Linked DNA regions of Mus musculus: regions 1 and 3 are each linked to region 2. A link is a contact called in public HiCAR-type and promoter capture Hi-C data. All regions are on one chromosome and are shown on one strand. The core of a region is the stretch at or near the end of the contact, and the rest is flanking DNA. Distances in the headings are between cores, read along the strand shown.

Evidence for each region. Promoter capture Hi-C pulls out the DNA fragments that hold promoters and counts their contacts. HiCAR-type assays count read pairs that join an accessible place to other places.
Region 1: a contact with region 2 is called in a HiCAR-type map of astrocytes, with 4 times the contacts expected there. The contact joins the promoter of Psmc2 here to the promoter of Tomm7 in region 2. A contact is called at or near these places in 7 of 39 promoter capture datasets (the C10 cell line, cranial neural crest, hippocampal neurons and 4 more), 1 of 484 Hi-C or Micro-C datasets (CD4 T cells) and 2 of 115 datasets of contacts at active chromatin or transcription factors (astrocytes and large pre-B cells).
Region 3: a contact with region 2 is called in a promoter capture Hi-C map of hippocampal neurons, with 2.5 times the contacts expected there. The contact joins the enhancer-like site here to the promoter of Tomm7 in region 2. A contact is called at or near these places in 6 of 39 promoter capture datasets (the C10 cell line, cranial neural crest, hippocampal neurons and 2 more) and 1 of 484 Hi-C or Micro-C datasets (CD4 T cells).

Annotation. Positions count from the first base shown.
Region 1 is chr5:21,785,427-21,788,126 of GRCm38.p6, forward strand. Psmc2 (proteasome (prosome, macropain) 26S subunit, ATPase 2) reads left to right here and starts at 1,321. Exons shown (of 12, transcript NM_001368661.1): 1 at 1,321-1,458. The coding sequence starts at 1,389.
Region 2 is chr5:23,842,741-23,845,440 of GRCm38.p6, forward strand. It overlaps Tomm7 (translocase of outer mitochondrial membrane 7), which reads right to left and starts at 1,405. Exons shown (of 3, transcript NM_025394.3): 1 at 1,231-1,405. The coding sequence starts at 1,333.
Region 3 is chr5:21,803,708-21,806,407 of GRCm38.p6, forward strand. It overlaps Psmc2 (proteasome (prosome, macropain) 26S subunit, ATPase 2), which reads left to right. Exons shown (of 12, transcript NM_001368661.1): 12 at 1-80. Among named protein-coding and RNA genes, the nearest start is that of Psmc2, 18 kb to the left of the region's middle. Within about 2 kb of position 1,349, at least 8 of the 459 cell types and tissues checked have an H3K27ac peak or open chromatin away from gene starts, as enhancers often do. A contact at or near this core is called in hippocampal neurons, where this site is marked.

The DNA.
Region 1 (2,700 bases), core at 71-2,570, 2.1 Mb before region 2:
AACTTCACTCACTTTTGTCACCCAGGCCGGCCTCTAACTTGTGAATATCCTGTTTAAATCTCCCAAGTGCTGAGCTACCACCAATCTCTAGGTACCTCATAAAAGTGGAATCATATAACTATATATCATTGTATTGTTATATTAATAATGTTATATATTATAACATTGTCTCTATGTGAGCGGTGTATTCACTAGTATAATGGTCACAGAATTTATTTTTTTAAGGCCAAATAATACTATATTCCCATAACCACATTTTTGTTTACCCATCTTATGTATTTGGGTACTTGGGTTATTCTTCATTTGGCCTTTGCTAATGCAGCTATAAATAGGGCTGTACACGGATCTCTTTGAAATCCTATTTCCAACTTTTTGGCATTTGATATTTAGCAGTAGGATAACTAGTTTATATAGATTTTATTTTAGTTATTTTCAGTTTTTCGCAAGCACTGCAGTATTTTACACCAACAGTGTAAACAGCATCTATTTTTTTTTTCAACATCCGGTCAAACTTTCTTTTTAAACATAATAGTGATCCATGGGTCGGTCATGGTGGCGCACAGCCTTTGTCGCAGCAGATACCTCTAAGTTCTCAGACAGCCTGATCTGTTGCTAGATAGCCAGGACCACGCAGAGCCAGTCTTAAGAAGGAGAGAGAGAAAGAGAGAGGGGAAGGAGGAGGAGAAGGAGGAGGAGGAGGAGGAGGAGGAGGAGGAGGAGGAACCATCCTAAAGAGAATGACGTGCTTTTGATTTTAACATCCTTTCATGCGTCCGTTTATTGGCATTTGTGTATCTCCTCTAGAGAAATATGTCCAAATTCTTTACCTACTTTCCTTCCCTCTATCTTTTAATCTTCCCTCCTCCTTTCCTGTCATAACAACCAGATTCCTTTCTTGTTGTGGATCTTTGTATAACCTGGATACACACTCCCTAACAGAAATGCATTATCTTTATTCAATTTGTAGATCTAGCCACCAATTAACTGCGTCCAAACTGCCAGGCATTCTACAAGGCCTGCTCTGTAGCGCCTTTCCAGTCTTGCGAGGCAAACTATTTAGAGATGAAATAAACTACCCGCCTATGTGTATTATTTACTAGTGACTAAATCACGATTTTAGGTCATCAACTGAGCTAGGGCTAATCTTGGACGTTCCTATTCGGGTATCTAAAAAAGACTGGAGTTGTGAGGGAGCGGGGTGAACACGCGTTTCCTTCCACCAGACAACCCTTCCTCCCGTCAGCCGTGCGTGCAGTCCCCAGATGTCCAGGGAACCGGCGCCCGGGCGCGGAGCTACTTCCGGTGGGGAAGAGAAAGGGAAGACACCAGCGGAAGCGGGAAAGGTGCTGTGTAATCACCGAGACGCGGAGGCACTTGCGGCTTCTAAAATGCCGGATTACCTAGGTGCGGACCAGCGGAAAACCAAAGAGGAGGAGAAGGACGACAAGCCCATCCGAGGTGAGAGGACACGGGCCGGGAGCGGCCGGCGCTGGCACCGCAGAGGCGCAGGATTCCCGCCGCCTCGGTGCCCTGCCGGCCTTAGATCCGAGCGGTGACCGCTCTGGGCCGCAGCCCCGTCTGTCTGTCTGTCTGCCTCACGTCCGCCCCCTCGAATATTTTACCAGGCGCTGAGGTTCTGTATCTCCTGAAGTCTTGCAGGTCTTCAAAAAGTGGCCAGCCAGGTGGGCTGTGAATTCTACCTCCCGGCCCTGTTCCCTCCTTCCCAGTTGTAGCAGCTTGGCTACAGATTGTCACTGTGTAGCGACAATCCTGAAACACGATGGTACAAGAGAGATAGAAGAGATAAACTCTCATCTTGACCCCATGATTCCAGCCACGAAGTGAATTGCCATTTTACTCTTTTTTTTCTAGATATTTTTAACAAGACTCGAGTGTGTCTGTCATAATGTGTCTTGCTGTATATCAGCATCTTGAATTTAGAGATTTCGTGATAGCAAGTGCTGTTCCCTCCATGTGCTTATTGTCCTATGTTGTGGTAGTACAATAACATTTAATTATTGGTGGAGATTTCGATTGTTAACAGTTCACAAATGACCGTGTTATAGAACCTATCACATGGAAGTTACAGGCTAAATTCTAGAAGCAGGGGTATCATTATTGCCAAATGACTCCCACAGAGACTAGGCTTGTTGACATTTTTTTTCACTCATGTATGATATGTAGTCAAAATTTGGATGTAATCTTCATCCCCACACCTTTTTTAGTTTTTTCCCCCACTCCCCTCTTTTTTGCTCTTGTTTTGTTTTGTTTGTTTTGTTTTGTTTTTTACCATTTTTAGCTTTATCTTCATACTTAGTTTTAAATTTCTTTTACCTTAAGAACTATTTTTCAATGTTGCTGTGTCTCGCTCTTCCCTTTCTTAACAACTTCAACTCTCCTAGCACCTATCCTTCACCATTTATGCTGCTTCTCTCAGAGAAAGCATTTTTATCTTCACTGACTCTGCCACATGACTTAAACGTGTTTTACACCGTTGAGAGTTTCAGGAACTCCGGCCCTATTGGAAAACTTAGTCAGAAAGTTTGTATGTCATCTGTTTATACTAACCTATGTCTTTCTCTGGATGTAATAATTTTGCAGTTCAAGTATGACTAAAGTGTGTTGGATTTTAAGTGCATCTTATATGATCTTTACAGAAACATTGTGAAGGTAAAGTTCTCTTTGTGTTAGATGATGAAA
Region 2 (2,700 bases), core at 155-2,654:
TCGGGAGGCAGAGGCAGGCGGATTTCTGAGTTCAAGGCCAGCCTGGTCTACAGAGTGAGTTCCAGGACAGCAAGGGCTATACAGAGAAACCCTGTCTCGAAAACAAACAAACAAAAAACCCCAAGCAAACAAAAAAAGTAAGCTGTCACAATTATCTATCTGATACCTATATAATATCACTGTCTGAGATTTTCTTTTCTTTCAAAATAGAGGAGAAAAGAGCTGTATGTGACGGTGCAGGCCTGTAATTCAAACACTGGAAAGGTAGGGAAAAAAAAAAAAAGAGAACCAGGAGTTCAAGGCCAGCTTGAGCAACATGAGGCACTGTCTCATCAGTAATACTTAGGAACACCAAGAAAAATACTTGTCCTATCAAAATATCCAGGTTATCACAGCTCACATACTTCTCACAGGTACAACAGCTGCCTGGAGAAATGTCCAGCCTAGTTAAAGGCTCTGCCAAGACTACAAATGAATGTATTTTATCTTATATAATGCAAGTCATGTAAAACAAACGAGAAGCAGCACCTTGTGAGGGTCCTGCTTTAATGAGAAACGCCAGATTCCATATTAGAGCTCTGAGACCTGGAGCTAAAATCCTCTGCTGTTTACCTTACGGGATGAATAAGGCAATTAAGATAAAAAATTGTAAAACTACTCAACCAGGAACAGAACCAGTTCCAGAGTGTAGCCCTAGGTGAAAATATTTGCCTGGACACTTGGGCAAGGAAAGTACAACTTTATGGCTGTCTTTCCCTGCAAAATGGGGTCTGTAACTTTCGGGAGAAAAAAAAAAATCACCGAAATCCTTCATTATACAAGAAAAGCGTAGGCATCCAATGGTCACAATCATGCTTTTAGGCAGTGACGTTTTAACCTGGTTACCGTCTTCCCACTTAGGCTAACCTACAGGAGGGAAACGTTCTAAAAGTCAAATAGAGGATTAATCTTTCTTTAGGGGTCATATAAACCTAAAACCAATCTTGAAAGGTCTTGCTTTTATTTTACAGATTTAAGTAGGGAATATAAGGGATTGTGTGACTGGTTAAACACTACTCAAATAGCTAAAAGGAACTGGAAGATGGTTTTTCGAGCCCGGGCAGACAGCCTCGGAAATCGTGGACAACGCGGAGGCCGGGTTTAATTTCCTAGCCCCGGATGGCAAAAAAGGAGACTCAGACCCCACCAACCCCTGCCCTGCGGCTCCTCCCAAGTTCTTCAATCACTGACCCAGGTAAATCACGAGAGGAATAAAGCCCCAGCGGATGGCAAACTGGCCGCCCTTGAAGAGCTGCTGCAGCCTCTGTTTGGCTTCTTTGCTCAGCTTCACCATGGCGACGACGGACCAGCGGAACGAGGAGCCCAACAACCACCACCGTGTCCGGATCCCGGAAGGGAGAGGAGCTGCGCATGCGCCACGTGGGGCCTTTACGGCAGGAGTCGTGAGGCATCGCCGACAGAGGCCGTAATCCGTCGCCTTCCAGCAACCTAGCTCCGCCTTGCGGGTTCACTGCTCCCGCCTCGTTTTTGTTGTTTTATTGTTGGGACGAATCCGGCTTTTCCTGGAGGGGCGGGGCGGGAATTGTCTTTCCAGATAGGGGCTCCCTGTTTAAGACTTTGCTGCCCTTGAACCCATGGAGCTGCTACTGCATCAGCGTCTCGAGTGCTGGGATTCAATGCGCGCTGTTTGCTGAAGATTGCCAGACGCGCTCACTTGAGGCCTACTTTTTTATCTACAACTACCTTTATTTTTTTCCAGCATCTTTCCAGAGTTTTAAAGCACACATCCCAGCGATGATCTTTGAGAAAGAAGGAATGTTATTTTATATACTGTTCTGTTATCTTGGCTAAGTTCCTTACTATCCCAGAATCAGTTTCTTCTATGGCTGCTAAAACCGGACGTCACCGGGCACTCTTCCAGGTTTCCTTCTACTTTGCACCCGTTCTCTGTTTTTCATTTAACAACATTTTCAAATCTGGGAAGTTCGCGTGAAATCTGGGTTTATTTGTCTGTTTTTCTTTGACACTTCTGGCTTCTAGACTTACATCTCAAGGACTGCCAAGGAACTTAATGAGATCACTGGGCACAAGGGGTTCATGGGAGTTAAGCTACATTTTTACTATAAAGGAAGTTATAGACTTTTGTGTGTGAGAGTCCCAGAAAACTGCAGTTTACATCTGGGAAGGAGTAAAGTCAGATATGCTTAAGCCTTGAGTGTGGTCACTGTTTCAATATTCTTAGTTGAAAATAGTTCTGTATAAAAGGAGTACTGCCCCGTAACAGCAAATGCTGTTAAATGTCAGGGGAGTCTTTGCTCGGCTGGTGGGATTCTTCAGCCAGACGGGACACCTTTCACTTCCCATGTCTCCTTAATTCTGTCTTTCTCTCCTGCCCCACTGCATTCATCCTCAAAGAATACATTTTTATTAATACAATGCAATGAAAAAAAAAAACCAACAATAAAGAACATAGGTGTAGAAAATGCGACTCTAGGATCAGAAGTGCCAAGATTTTAGTCGAATTCTGCAATTGACTTGAAATAAGAAACTTGTGAATTGGCTGATCCCATAGCAAAGCATCTAATTAGTTCACCATGGTTACTAGGAAAGCAGTGCTCTGATCCTAAAATGCAGTGATGTAAATGAGCCAAATGAGAACAGAAATTTTTATGCATCTTGTTTCTCAAAATACTCTGTTTA
Region 3 (2,700 bases), core at 99-2,598, 2.0 Mb before region 2:
CCAGGGCTCTGAGTGAAAGAACTTCCTGTGCTTTTGTAACTTGTTGCCACCGCACAAAAATAAAAGATTTAAAAACTGTGTCAGTGCTTCCAGATCTCTGTTCCCTGCTGTGCAGTGTTAGTCAGCGTCCCAGCGCACTTATTCTGGAGGACTGATGTAAGTACTCTTAGCCTACCGTAGATCCTTAGGAGGTGCAGAAAGTCCACGTGTCAGGCTCCATTACCCGTTCTGACCTCTGCTACCATCAAAGCACTTCATATGGTGTGTGGCACGTGCATCTCAACGGGGTTTCATATCATATGGTGTGTGGCATGTGCATCACGATGGGGTTTTCCCATAGTAAGGGGTTTTTGAAGTAAGGTTTTGGCCAGACTGGATTGTTTTGTTTGTGGTACACGCACTGAGTTTTTGAATGCTAGGCAAACACCCTACCACTGAACAATATACCCCCTGCGTGGACCGAATGGTTTTTAAAGTTGAAGCATTCATTGTCCGTTCCCTTTTGACCAGTTCCAAATCAGTCTAGAATTGGTGATTTTAATGAACAGTGAAATGTCAGCAGGTAAAGAGGGTTAAATGTGAGGATTTAGGAAATTCAGAATTGTGTAAATTTAGAGAAAAATTGCTTCCTTAATGGTAAAATTCTGATTAAACTCACCTCTACTTTAATTACTTTTAATTGGTTAGATGTATTTTGAGGCAGGGTCCTTCTAGGAGCCCTGGCTGACTTGGAACTCACCATGTAGATTAGGCTGGTCTTGAACTCAGACCTGCCTGCCTTTGTTTCTGCCTCCCAAGTGCTTGGATTAAAGGCTTGTGCCTCCTTGTGGTTGAGTGTAATTTTTAAAAACTCATTTTTGGGCTGGAGAGATGGTTCAGCTGTTACGAGCACTGACTGCTCTTCCAGAGGTCCTGAGTTCAATTCCAGGCACCCACATGGTGGCCCACAGCCATCTGTAATGGGATCCAAAGTCCTCTTTGGTGTGTCTAAAGATAGTGACAGTGTACTCACATACATAAAAATAAAAATTCAAAAAACAAAAAACCAAACTCACTTTCACCTTTGTCCAGGCAGGACCGCACAAAACGCCTTTGTCCTCCCAGCTTAGCTCTGAGAATGGCTACTGCCAACCCCTCTCCCAGCTCCCAGGGAGCTGCAGCCCTAGAGCTGCTTCCCGTGCTTTGGCCAATCTGGCTTCCTTTTTTATTCCTCTGAGCTAGCTCTGCCAGCGGCCAGCTACCACCTTTCCTGGGATGGCTGCAATCAGGCTCCCAGCCCCTCCTGCAATATCAACCAACCCCAACCCTGGGAAAGCCAGGAGCTGCTGTCTGTACTCCCACCAGCCTTTCCCTTGTTCCTTCTGGCTAACATTTCCAAGCTGCCAGCTACCACCCCGGTTCTCTCTCTGCCCACCTATGCTCCACAGAGGAAAAACACTGATAGCTTTATTATCTTAGAACTTGCCAGATAATACGACTGCTGAGCACAAAATCTCTTGCCCTAATGTTATCAGCCAGCCTATATCAGCCACCCTGTTTTGACTTTAATAAGATAAAGAGTTCTTGCTAGTGGAGGCCCATGGATTCCCCAAATCTTCCCAATACCTCCATACCTGACTTTTAAAAACATGGATTCTTATGGGCCAGACAGGGGTCATCATTTTTTGTTTGTTTGTTTTTGTTTTTGATTTTTGAGACAGGGTTTCTCCGTATAGCCCTGGCTGTCCTGGAACTCACTTTGTAGACCAGGCTGGCCTCAAACTCAGAAATCCGCCAGTCTCTGCCTCCCAAGTGCTGGGATTAAAGGCGTGTGCCACCACCGCCCAGCTGGGGTCATCATTTTTACACAGCAAATTCTTTATGAGATGAGCTGTCTCCACAGCCCTTAAATCTTACCCTCCTCAATATTGACACAAAAGCACAATAAACAGTATTTTTATTGAAGTATAATTTTCACAAATAAATTGCTAAATACCAAGGGACTGTACATTTTTAAGTTAGAAGAAAAAGGAGATCAGAGAAAAGTTGCTGTGTTACACTGAAAAATTAAGCTTAGAGTTTTCAAGTAGAAAGCCTTTTGTTTGTAAAATACAGTGATTTTTTTTTTTTACTAGAAAATGTTTTTTCTAACCCTGCTCTAGTCTTGCTTGAGGTATGACGTAGAACAAACCATTATGAAGTTACCCTCACAGGAGAGTAAATTCAGGTCGGTGGCTGGAGAAGAGTGTCATTAAAGTGTCCAAACTTGATTCTGTCTCAGTCAGTATACAGCCGTGGGGTGGTCCAGGGCTAACTGCCCACAGTTTTGCTGGTGGGTTTGAGGAGAATTAGATAATACATTATCAGTTCCCAAACCTTTATCTCAAAACATTGTCAAGAATCTCAGTATACTGAATCCTAGAAAAGTATTCCTGAAACACTTAAAAAAAAAACAAAACAAAAAACAAAACAGCATTTTGCACTCAGAAGCATACAGGCTCAAGAAAGTTTAAAAAAAAAAATTGATTTACTCTCTTTAACAAGATAGGCCTTTCCCATCTATCACAGACCTTCTTTGGTCCCCACATAAGGGCACCTTACCACTACCACCATCGAATAGAAAGCACAATTGCTATCATTCCAAGAAAGGGTCTCTGGTTGCTACCCTTCATGCACACAAGACGCCAGGCTCATTTCCGCAAAATTCTCACTTGCTGGCAG